3 separate regions of the Zea mays genome follow, and regions 1 and 2 are each linked to region 3. The links are chromatin contacts, called in public Hi-C maps. All regions are on one chromosome and are shown on one strand. Each heading gives the region's core, a stretch centred on a gene start, on an enhancer-like site or on the middle of the called end of the contact. The rest is flanking DNA. Distances are from core to core; before and after follow the strand shown.

Region 1 (4,185 bases), core at 1,528-4,027, 440 kb before region 3:
TTTATATATAATGGAGTTCTGTACAAAATAGTCAAATAATTACATCTTGCGAAGACAACGATCCAGCAACACAAAGTTGACTGAGAGACGACACCTAGACCACTCAAGAACTCATCACGACATCCTTCACGTGCCTCATCCAGTGGTACCTATTTTTGACCTGGAGGGATATGAGTACAACAAGGGTGAGCTCACATACGTTCATCGCTCAACAAGTTGTGGGGAATAATGTGCATGAACTCACCAAAGGTGGGAGCTCATGTGAATTGTAAGGCTTACCAAAGGAGATGGTTAAAGCTGAGCATTGCTTTTAAAGTTGGTCAAAATTTTATTAGCAGTTACTAAGTATAAGTAGATACCAACCCAATTAAGTAAGAGATCAAAATTGATAATAACACCCACAATGCAATGCATATGACAAATTAAGTTTAGTTCCATGGATTAATCATGCGAGAGTCCTGAGCTGCTCATGACCGCGAGCACGGCTGATATACCAGCTTTACACTCTACAGAGGTTGCGCCCTTTACCCAGAAGTTGTGTATCCCGTCTAGCCAGGGTTAGCTAGACCCTTAGACACTTCCGAGGTGAATGGCTAGGGATCCACTACGAGGCCTTTATAAAGTTCCACTAGCTTCAGAAAAACCCGCTACAGTTTCTGGGAAGAGCAATATAGGAATCCCTCGTCCGAAAAGCTATCGCAGCATGATCGACCCGAGAACCTCCCTATATGCAACTCCTCTACTCCCCTTGCCCCTTTTGGGTAAGGTAGTCCTCCACTAGATTTCCTAATTAGTCAACCAAGGGCGTCCCATTCCACCCTTGTGGTAGCACGTGTTTCTCAAGTTAAGCTCCATGTTCCAATTAACATAATGATCTTGTCATGAACAATAATTAAACAACAGTATAATTGGAACATGATTATAATGTAATATTAATCCCAAAACCAGGTAGAGCAATAGCAAATCTACCCAAAAGTTCAATGGTAAACAAGGTGTGGGATAATCAACTCTAGGGAAACCTATTAGGTCCCATCAAATTAACCTGAGCATGTTATAGTGATTACCAAAGAACATTATTAGGTAAAGAAAAGTGATCAAGGGCACAACTTGCCTTAGACTCGAGATTCCTAGGTACTAGCTTGGTCTTCAAGATTCTCGTGACCTCACTGCTATTCGTAGCAATACGAACAAACATGCTATAGGCAAAATTAACATTACACCAAACATAAGAACATACTGCATAAAAATATTCTACGCGTCGTAACGAGGTCGTAGCTTCGAGAACCACAAAAATCGGAGTTACGGTTAAGGAGTTATGATTTATGGAAGATCTATGTGATTCAAATATTAAACTATATTATAAATTGATTAGTATATATCATATGAGAGAATACTCTATAAATAATTAACTCAACTTTAATTTAGATTATAACTTGATTAGAAATCACATTTTAGTCAAATTATCATCATGGACCACTCTAACTTTGGTTAGAAGGTCTAATCTACTAATCATAGGCTAAACAAATATCTATTTATAAAAATGTGTTTTATGGTACAAATAATGTTGCCACTGCGTAGACAATTTTATTACGAAGCTAACACAACTTGAACGGACAAAAACGAAGTTAAAATACTAAAGTTATGGAATACATAAGTTTCTAGATATTTTTACTAATGATTTTATATCTCAACATAAGTCCGAGGGGTGTTTTTGCAAAGTCCTGATTTAATTTTATTTATTTTAATTCGTATATGTACGGCGGTCTTGAATTCAAATAAACCTACGGTCTCTTTAGCTAAAAGTCAGGGTGAAAGGGTATGCATGATCCTCGGCCGCACGGATCTAATCCTACGGTCCAGATTAGACTCATCCTAACATCGAAACGGTACACATTACTCGCCCTTGGATCGAGGATCGACGGTCCAGATTTTAAAGTCGTGCGATCGATTTTCATCCGCCCGATCTGGGTTGATGGCCTAGATCCAATCTTGAACCGATACACCCACGATTTAATCGTGACCGATCGCATACGATCTGAAGGCCCAGGTTTCGTTGCTACACGATCTAATCTCATGCGTTGATTTCCAAACCAACGGCACAAGCGACAACTCCTTCTCTTTCTCTCCTCACCAGCCGTGACCAGAGCAGCGGCGCCACCGCCCCCATACGGCGGAGTATCGCCGGTGATTGGCCCGTCGCTGATACGGTGCCCGGTGCTCTAAGCGGAACACATCAAAACAAAGCTGGGCTCAAAGCGAATCTATGGGAGGGGTTGTTACCGAAAATCGCGATGCTGTGCTAAACGAATCCTGCCTGCGGCGGTGACGATGGCGCGGAGACTGCCTTGCCGGTCATCCGAGCCTCGAGCTTGGCGAGCATCGACGAAGACGGGTTGAAATTGGACGATAGGTGCTGCACTATGTCCTCCTCTGCGGCCGACGAGCCCGACATTGCTACCGATTGCAACTGAACCGGATCGCGTGCTACGAAGCCATCAGAACCAGGAACAAAAACCACGCGAGCCAGGCACTTCCTCGACTCCTCCCTGCAGCACGGTGCACATCCACACAAGCCAGCGGGGCATCAGGCGGATCTATCTCCAAACCCGTGCAACAGGGTGACGATGGAGCCGCGTGCTTGTCCGCTGTGGCATCCGGCGTGGAAGCATCGGAGGAGCTCTGGCCACCGCGACCGGCAGTCTCCGACACGGGCGAGCCCCGCGACTTGATGGCCTGTGGGAACGGCCAAGTGGGCCCATCCACCAGTGACCACCCGCGACGCAAGGTGGAGTGGGCCGAGTGCGCGCGAGGTAGTGGGCCGAGGGGGAAGATTCCGCCCAATCGAGGCTGCCCTGTTTCTTTTCTTTTATCTGTTTTTCATTTTTTTCCTATTTTATTTCCTGTTTTGAATATTCAAATTAAATTTTAAATCTGAGCTTAACAATTCACATTCAACAAATATAGAGTACCGACATGTATGTAAAGTATTTTATTATTCATTCAAATAAATGTTTCAACAATGCAATGCACACACAACAATTTGTATTTGAAGGGAATATAGTTTATTCAAAAATTCAATATTTTATCACTTATTTAAAAGGGAAATAACTTTTATTAAAAACCTTTATCAAGAGGTATTTTAACTCAATTCTTTTAAAGAATATGTTCAAACACATAATTCATCAAGTTCTACAAGTATTGTTTTATTAAACCTTCTATTATAAAACACTATTTATTTTAGAGGATATAACTTTAAGGGTTAAAAACTTCTTCTCTAAAGGATATACTCAAAACCGTTGGAGAGTTTTATGGAATTCCAAACACAAGATTTTTGAGGTGCCATAGTCTACTTATGTTGATATGGTTCAGCCCGAAAGTGACAAGTTGAGCTAAAGGATATTTAGAGCTGGCATGGACCGTCCGGGACCAAGGGCAGACCATCCACGAGTCATCATCAAGGGAAGATAATCGATGACATAGTCGTTGTTCTATCAGCCTTATTCGTTGAGATGTCAGATCCCACTGTTGAGAGGGTCGCGGAACGTCCGGGCTAAAGCCGCGTGAAAGCATCTAGCCCCTGGTTGGTTTTAGTGATTACTGACAACATAAAATTATATGTGACTAATGTGTGTTTTGCAGAGCAAATGGTAATTTAGGTCGTGCTATAGGAGGATGCGTTGCAACGGTGAAAACAATCCCTCAAATGAGAACTTGAAGCGGCGACTGAAAAAGGGGAATCAAAAGATGAAGGTCTTCATATTTCGAGTGTCCAAGGAGTTGTAAACACTTGGTATAGAATTAGGTCTTCTATTTTTATTTTAGCCGTACTATAAAGAGGAGTTGTGGATGAGTAGTTTGACCAAGAAAATTCTAGTGTAGTGTTGGTGTACATTCACACTCATAACTATCACTAGGTGTCACTCTAGAACACACTCACAAGTTAGAACGAAAATGATTTAGAAAAAACCTAAGGAAAGAAATTGGGTTTTGCTGGCCAAGGGGCATCGGACTGTCCGGTGTGCACCGGACTGTCCGGTGCTCCCCCTGACAGTGGGGCCAGCCTGCCCCCGGGGGCAGCCCCTCTGCCCCCGAGAAACCTGAGAGCGACGAGTTCGCAGAGCCGATTTTTAGTGCGTGCACCGGACTGTCCGGTGCACACCGAACAGTCACTGTTCACTGTTTGGT
Region 2 (3,891 bases), core at 534-3,033, 360 kb after region 3:
TCCAGGCCACCATCCTGTTATGCACCTTGTCCAGTAGATACTGAAAAACTACCTTTCTCAATCTAGAAACTGTCAGAGTGATGCCGAGGTATTTGACTGGGAAAAACGCCCTAGTCGCAGGGAAGTTGCAAATGGTTTCATTGAGGTTCATGTGATCGCATCTAATTGTCAGGAAGGATGACTTTTGAATATTGGTTTGGAGCCTGGATGCCTTCCCGAAACCATGAAGAATGTAGGTCAAGGCGTCTAATTCGCTTTTGATGGGTTTGATGAAAATGACAGTAGATATCATCTACGTACATTGAGACACGAAGCCGCAATCTATTGCTAGATATTTGTGACAGAGTTCCAGCCTGAGTTGCTAAGCTGAGCATTCTTTGCAGCGGCTCCAATACCAGGACAAAAGGTAGAGGCAAAAGTGGGTCACCCTTCCATGGTAGAACGATTGCCCCGGGATCCCATTGAGAAGAACCTGGGACGAGGATGTGGCCAGCACTGTAGCGATCCAGAAACCAAGTTGAGAGAGAAGAGTTAAAAGGTAGTCTCATCTGAATTAGTCGAAAGCTTTGGAGATATCAAGTTTGATGAGAAGCATCGGAGATCTGTTTTGGTGGAATTTCCTTGCCATGCTACGAACATACAAGAAGGTATCATAGGTACTTCTTCCCTTGATGAAGGCGCTCGGACACTTGGAAACGATGTTCTCCATGACCGGAGCCTGAGGGAAAAAAGCTTCAGAAAAAGCTTAGCGTCACATTGAATTAGGCTGATAGGCTTGAAGTCTTCGATTTTTTCCGCACCTTCCTTCTTTGGTAGCAAGATGATATTAGCTTCGTTTAGGATATCAAAATGTTGAAAACACTGGGCATGAAGGGTATGACCGCCATCAAGTCAAACTTGTTGATGGACCAGCATGACTTGTAAAAAGCGCCCGTGTGAATGAGATGCTGAGTGATATGACGAGGGCATGTACAGTGGAGAGACACCAAAACGGTTCTCCAAGCACAGGAGGTAACTAAGAGACTCTATTGTACAGTAGAGTGTCTATAAACATAGTCTATTAATAAATACAGAATTAAATGTATTTATATAACATCAGATCGATAGAACAGACGACAAATTCGTATAGTGAGAAGTGAGGCATCTGTTGCTACTTGGTTTACGAGCCAGAGGCGTCTCTTCACGGAGAGACGGCTCTAAGATTTTTTTATAAATAACCCTCTTAAACATCTTAAGAGGCTAAGAGCCTCCACATTAAACACTACTGTACATGTCCTGATTGATTGATGGACTCCTTGATCGCATCTGCCATCCGGGCGAGAGGAAATAAACAAAAGAATTGTTTTTTTTCATTTTCATCATCATTAATTAATTAATTAAAAGAAGTGAAGGAAACAAAGAGACTGACGTACGTATGGTGTGATTTTTTTGTTTTGTTTTGTTTTGTTTGTTTATCTCCCCCTTTTTCATTTTTCGTATGATCTGTAGAACACACTTAATTCCATCTTCTGTTCAAAATACGTTGCAAAAAAAAGCATCCGATTGACACAGACAGTAGAACAATAGAAGAGGAAACAAAACGATTAACTGTATGTACATGCTAGAAAGAATATTCGAGCAGGAACGTGAGAGCAAGAAAGAAATATATAGTTACCATGAATGGCAGCAGAGGGATTGATCTTGCTCGCTGCAATGGCGGCGGAGGAGGCCAGGGCACACCGCACACAGAGGGGAGAGAGAGAGAGAGAGAGAGAGGAGTCTGGGTGCAGGAGAGGAGACGGTCCCTCTAGATGAAGCCAGTGCTACTAGTTGCAGCAAAAGGACAGGAGGAAGCTCAAAGAGAGGTGCAAAGCTGGCTGGCGCTGGGATTCCCATTCCCATTTCGATTCCAATTCCACCTCCACAGGGGGGTGGGCAACTGGCTGCGACGCGAAAGATGTGGTCGATTCCATTCCATCCAATCCAACACGCACGTGCCTATAGATTGATCCATCCACTATTGATTCTTGTTCAGTGCTAATATAACGGGTAGCTGTTAAAAGATAACAAGTACTAAAGTACTGCAGTACATAACTATATAAGCCTACTATGTACATTTTAAATTTTGGAGTGACTTCAGCGGTAGGGGAGAAGCTCGATCTTCACCGGCCGCTGCCACCGCAGAAATTGTCCGTAAAAGGCATCCTAGACACTGTTGCACGGTACTCAAAGTATAAAACATAACTAAAACACAATATAATACAGTGGTCATGTCTAAAACATGTGTCTTACCATATTTATTGTACCAATTAGAGCATTCAATAAATTAAAGTGACCAATCAGTTAGTCTCCTCTCTCGAACATAGAGCTAAGACACTGTGTCTTCGTCAAGATACATGTCTTTGGTTTTTTTACATTCACCCCTCTAGACACACTCTGAGACACAACTTAAAACAACCCTTGTATATGCCCTAAGTGTATTAGAGAAGATTAAGGCTTTGTCTACTATTCACGCTAATCCATATGTATTGATGTGGATTTAGATATAAATTAAATTAATTTACACCTAATCCACCCTAATACATATGGATTCAGATGAATACTAGAGTATCTAAACAAGGTCTCAGGCCTTATTTGAATACTCTCGTATTTACCACAATCCACAAGTATTGAGGTGGATTGAGGTGTAAATTAGTTTAAATTGCACTGCAATCTACTTAAATAAGATGAATACGGTAGTTTTCAAACAAGGCCTGAGGGTATCAAATTCCCTTCTATTTAATTTTGAATAGGAAGGGATTTAATCCCCTCTGATCCTCTTTCAATTTACTCCTAACCGAACAAACCCGCATGGGCCGATCTCTACCCGTCTAATGGACATACACATACGACAATATCTTTAATATAATATGACGAACTTAAAATCTCAAGACTGATTTGGTTGCCAAAGAATTGAAGGTGGTCCATGAAGAGGAATCACCTTTCTATTCAAAATTAAATAGAAAGATGAGATGATCCTCATATATTCTCTCTAGTTTTCCTAGCCAGCAAACCAGCCTTAAACGTAGGGCCAGAGTTATTTCTAAAAAAATTTTTATTAACGATTGCCGTTGTTCAACAAAATCAAGGTCCTATTAAACTAGGCATGACTTTGACCCAGCACGCGGGCACCCCTAGACCCTAGTGTCTCAAATAATTCATGTGCTTGCATTGCTCTGGTGCCCTTCTCTGGATATGTCCAGAAAATTAATTCCAAGAACGAGCAGGTTAGCCTTTCTGGATGCAAACTCTATGCCTGCCACATCCATCCATCTTGTCTTTTGAGTTATCTGCGAGACAAATAACTCAATCTCTTCCAGATTTAAGATGTCTTTTGAGCAAATATTGCTCAAGTAACATGACTCAAATCCTTTGGCAAAACATGCTACTACCCGCAGATTTCTTGCTTCGCTAATCTACTAACAGAGCTAAACTGAACATTGATAGTCAGGTCAACAAGCCAGACATGACATAGCCCTCCCAGTACAGCTGTACTGTAATCCAGACAGATGTGTCATGTAAACCACTGCATCAGGCATGATTTTCATTGCGCCATTACCTAGTCGTTCGACAAACAACCGACGCGACAGTAATAACATCTCCAAGCAAATACCATACCTTCACCGGTTTTAAACATTCGGAAACAACAAGCAATTTAAAATGTGCCAAACATTAGAAACACATTTAGCATAAGAACCCTGGCTTTGGTCCAGCGAGTACAGCAAAGATCTCCAAATTTTCTTTTTTCTTGTTCTAGCTGATCCACTAAGCAAAGTTACACAGATTCAGAATATGCTTGTATGAATGCAGGATGCAAGATCACTCCTCCATAGCATCACCACCCTCGGCGACCTCAACCTTCTGCTTTAGAAG
Region 3 (3,972 bases), core at 1,236-3,735:
AGTACTGCAGAAACAGGCACTCCAAAATAGTCAGATGGTTGGTTTCTACTTCACCAGAATTTGGGATTACTTGAACAGAAACTTTATCAATAAACTTTCAGCTGAGTTTCATAGAAGAACTGATGACAAATTTGGAGTGCGTCCAAGGTTCTAAATAGCTAGCTGTAGACGAGTAATGCATGCTGCTGCAATAACCCATAGGTGATGTCACATGGCACCTTGCAGAAACATATAGGGAAACTGAAGGCGTTATGGATGTAAATTTTGGTGATACCTGCTTAAATATGGTGCTTGTTCCAGCTCCAGGAGATCCAAGAATAAGAAGCTTTTGTATTCTTTTATGATCTAAGTAGTCAGGTACAGTTTTTGATGAATAAGGGGCTTCATCTTTTGTCGCATCAAAGTTTGTAGGAGGCACCGGTAGTGAAACCAAGGCGCACGCAAAACGTGTCAAAGGCTGTTAAAAGAAGAGCACAACAAGTCATGCTAAAAGCAACGAAACGACAATACATGTTAATTAACAATGTTTAGAAAACCAAAAAGGAATGTTTGACCAAGATACATACTGACTCCCATATTTTCCCTTTGATATTGTTTTGTCCTTCTTCCTCGTAGCCACCATCATGGTAAACCCAGAAGTGAGTATCACGGGGGCATTGGACTTTTGCAATCTGCATGAAAGACAGTAAATATGTGATCGGTTTGGTTAGAGGAGTGAAACAGAACTACAATGTACATTCAGTAGCAACTCTCAATCATCATATTCTTGGAAAACCAATGGTAAGGAACAATTGACACCTTTAGAATTCTCAGTTCAATCTTTGTAATTTCCCGCCCGTTAATGAAAACCTGAGCGGTGCCGTTACTAGCATCAGGCTGAAGCTTTCCGTTAAAGTTGAGGTTAGTGCTAATGATGCTGTCTGGCTTTTCACCTTCCTACGAGTATATGTCAGCAGAAACATAACGTTATCAGCAGCTGGAGAAGCTGAGGTTGCATGAAACCGGTTTTCTCAAACCGACAAGAATTACCTTTCCCCACAATCCTGACTCCTTATCATACCAATATCTTCCAGGCTTGAGGTTCCCAGGAGGTCGTTGGCAGCTAAGCAAATCGGTCATCTCCTCGTCGTCAAGAGGGAAACCATTGACCAGGAGCTGCTCAGGCCGGAGCTGGTTCGCCTGGCACTCCTTCTCGACCTTGAGGATCTGCCTGACCTCCAGGGGGCCGAGCAGGCGAGACAGTATCCTAGAGCCCTTCCCGAGCCTGGAGCGCTTGGCCTCGTCGATGGGCTGGCCAATGCAGGTGACACACTTGCGGCCCTCGGGCATGGAGCCCATGGCGCGGAGCAGGCAGTGGCCGCAGTAGCGCGCGTCGCAGACGATGCACGACTCCTTGCTCTCCCACTTGCTCTTCCCGCAGCGGCGGCAGCAGGTCCGCCCTTTCCTCTCGGCCGGCCTCGTCACCGCGACGTGCTGCTCGGCGGACGCCGCGTCGTGTCCGCCGTCCATCTCGCTGCTCTCGTACCTGCCGCCGCTGTCCTCCTCCGGCACCCCGAACGTGACCACCTGAGGTCGCCTCCCCTCCGGCACTGCAGGCCTCGAGGCCTTCGTGGAGCGGGAGCCGGAGCTGCCGGCGTCGTCCTCCTCGTCATCGGAGGAATCCGACGGCGTCATCCTCGCGGCACGGCGATCAGCAGCACCAGCCCGGGACGCTGCCGGCGGGTTGGCACGGGCACGGGCCGCAGCAGGGCCGACGACGGGCGCGACGGGCACGACGCCGCTGCCGAGCCCCAGGGGCCCCGAGGCCGGCTCGGCGGTGGGTATGGCGGGGACGCAGACGGGCTGGATCCGCGGGAGCTCGTACGACACGTCCGGCCCGTTGTACGTCAGCGCGAAGGAGTAGTCCATGTCGGGCAGCGGCTCCGGGATGGTGGTCCCCGGCGGGAACATCCGGCGCACCATGTCCTCCCAGTCGCCCCGGCCCGCCGCCATGCCTGCCCGGTGTAGCAGCAATCCGTCGAGCACCTTGCGCGCGGGCGACTAGTCCGTCCCGGTGCAGATAGATATTTTCCACCCGCGGCAGCAGGCGTAGAGACGGCGGGGAATTCAATTCCCGACCCACCCCTGGGTGGAGTGGAGTGAACGGAGTGGCCTCGACGACGACCGGTCCAACGAGAGGCAGGCTGGGTCAGAGAGAAGAAATGCAACCCCTCCACTGGCACTAGCGGCGGTCGTGGCCAGCCAACCAGCAACCGCAACCGGCGGTGCTGGTGCAGGCCCGGGCGGGGCCCCCCAACGACTCCCGCTCGGCGGCTCGGGTCAGTCAGTCAGCAACGAACAACACATCTTTGCACTGGGCAGCGTGGGAACTGCCGTTCTCCGCCCCGCCCGCATTATCTTATCAAACCGACGCTGGACTTGCAGGAAAGGAAAGGCGCTACAACTTTCCTCTGGGCAGTTTGTTTGACCGGGGAATGGAATGGGGATGGATGGACGTGGACGGACGGACGCAGAGTGGGAAAACGGATGAAGAAGGACGAGGACACGCAGGAGGAGGAAGACCACGACTGCACTGGCCGCTGGCGGTGGAGGTGGGACCGGTCGAGCAACGGCAGGCCGCGCGTGAATGATGAGTTGCTTGCGTCAGAGCACCACCAACCATCGTACCCTGCCACCACGGCCCACCGGGCCCCTGGCGTGAGTGGGAACCGGGTGGGTGTTGGGCCCGCCGCGTCAGAAGCACCAACCGAGCCATGGTTCACGGGCTGCGGGCTGCGGGCTGCGGGCTGCGGCGGCCGACGGGACCGGTGTGAGCAGGCGACCACGAAGGGGCCCACCCGTCGGTGGCTGCCTGCCCCCGCTCGTCAACAACTACCCCGAAAGCCGCCAAGCGGCTGCTGCGCAAGGTGCGAAAGGCACCTTCCCTGCCCGATTGGCGATTTAAGTGGTGGGGGAGGGAAGGCCGATGGTCAGTGAAAGAGAGGTAGGTGGCCGGACGGTGGTGGCATCGCCAATTCAACTCCGCATCTGAATCGGCACTCGGCAGCGCGCCAGCTCCATAGGTGAGGCTTCGGATCCCGATCTCCGCACCCTGTCCGATTCCAGCTCCGTCCTCCCCGGATTTCAGTTCCACCGCGTTGAGGTTTTCTTTTTTTGTCTCCTTTGGGTCCTCTTGTTCCCGAAGCATGGGGACTGGGGGTTGAATTCGTGTAGAGATCCAGATGATTGCGCTGCTAGCTCCGATCGCCGATTTTACTCTGCTGCCTGCCGGTCCAGATCCATGGAAGCAAGTCGATGAACTTAGAGGGCTTCCGCTCTGGATTTTCTTTGAAAATAAGTTAGAGTCCTGTCAAACACCTCTTTTCTCTGCCAAACGATCTACAAAATGGCTTTAGCTTAGAAAACTGTTTAGTTAGAAAACTGTTTAGCTTAGAAAACTGTTTACTCGGCCAGGGGACAGAGAGACGCATTACCTTGCCTTCTTGCTCTTTTCGCCTCTAGCGGTGCTGTGTATTCAGTTACTTCGTCTCAAAGAAATTCAGTTGGTTTCATCCTATACACCTATATGTAGCCGGCCCTGTGACTCGCAGGGCAGCGTATGATCTTTGATCCTCGGCTTATGTATTCACCTCATCGGCCGCTTAACCTTGGTACATGAAAATAGATTTTGTTTCCAGGGTCCTGCTCGGCTTATGTATGAAATAGATTTTTTTTTCTCAGTGTAGGAGGAGATGGCGCTCACAAGAATCGGTCTTGCTGGCCTTGCGGTCATGGGGCAGAACCTTGCCCTCAACATTGCAGAGAAAGGGTTCCCCATCTCTGTGTACAACAGGACAACCTCCAAGGTGGACGAGACCGTGCAGCGTGCCAAGGCAGAAGGAAACCTTCCCGTCTACGGCTTCCATGACCCCGCGTCCTTTGTGAAGTCCATTCAGAAGCCACGGGTGGTGATCATGCTCGTCAAGGCCGGCG

What was found. Hi-C and Micro-C count contacts between places; a contact is called where the count stands out from the background.
Region 1: a Hi-C map of ear shows a contact between it and region 3, with 3 times the contacts expected there. The contact joins the enhancer-like site here to the promoter of LOC100272751 in region 3. A contact is called at or near these places in 4 of 25 Hi-C or Micro-C datasets (bundle sheath, ear and tassel) and 1 of 3 datasets of contacts at active chromatin or transcription factors (leaf).
Region 2: a contact with region 3 is called in a Hi-C map of tassel, with 2.0 times the contacts expected there. The contact joins the promoter of LOC100281735 here to the promoter of LOC100272751 in region 3. A contact is called at or near these places in 8 of 25 Hi-C or Micro-C datasets (bundle sheath, ear, endosperm and 4 more).

The regions. Positions count from the first base shown.
Region 1 is chr6:67,474,828-67,479,012 of Zm-B73-REFERENCE-NAM-5.0, reverse strand. No RefSeq gene overlaps it. Among protein-coding and RNA genes, the nearest start is that of LOC103629382, 110 kb to the left of the region's middle. Within about 2 kb of position 2,777, at least 19 of the 20 cell types and tissues checked have an H3K27ac peak or open chromatin away from gene starts, as enhancers often do. A contact at or near this core is called in bundle sheath, ear, leaf and 1 more, where this site is marked.
Region 2 is chr6:66,680,905-66,684,795 of Zm-B73-REFERENCE-NAM-5.0, reverse strand. It overlaps LOC100281735 (UMP/CMP kinase 1), which reads right to left and starts at 1,783. Exons shown (of 8, transcript NM_001368088.1): 1 at 1,655-1,783. The coding sequence starts at 1,657. It overlaps LOC100283485, which reads right to left. Exons shown (of 9, transcript NM_001156385.2): 9 at 3,514-3,891. The coding sequence ends at 3,838.
Region 3 is chr6:67,036,862-67,040,833 of Zm-B73-REFERENCE-NAM-5.0, reverse strand. LOC100272751 reads right to left here and starts at 2,485. Exons shown (of 9, transcript NM_001360110.1): 1 at 1,030-2,485; 2 at 799-936; 3 at 567-671; 4 at 275-457. The coding sequence starts at 1,992. It overlaps LOC541700 (6-phosphogluconate dehydrogenase 2), which reads left to right and starts at 2,912. Exons shown (of 2, transcript NM_001279373.2): 1 at 2,912-3,062; 2 at 3,721-3,972. The coding sequence starts at 3,732.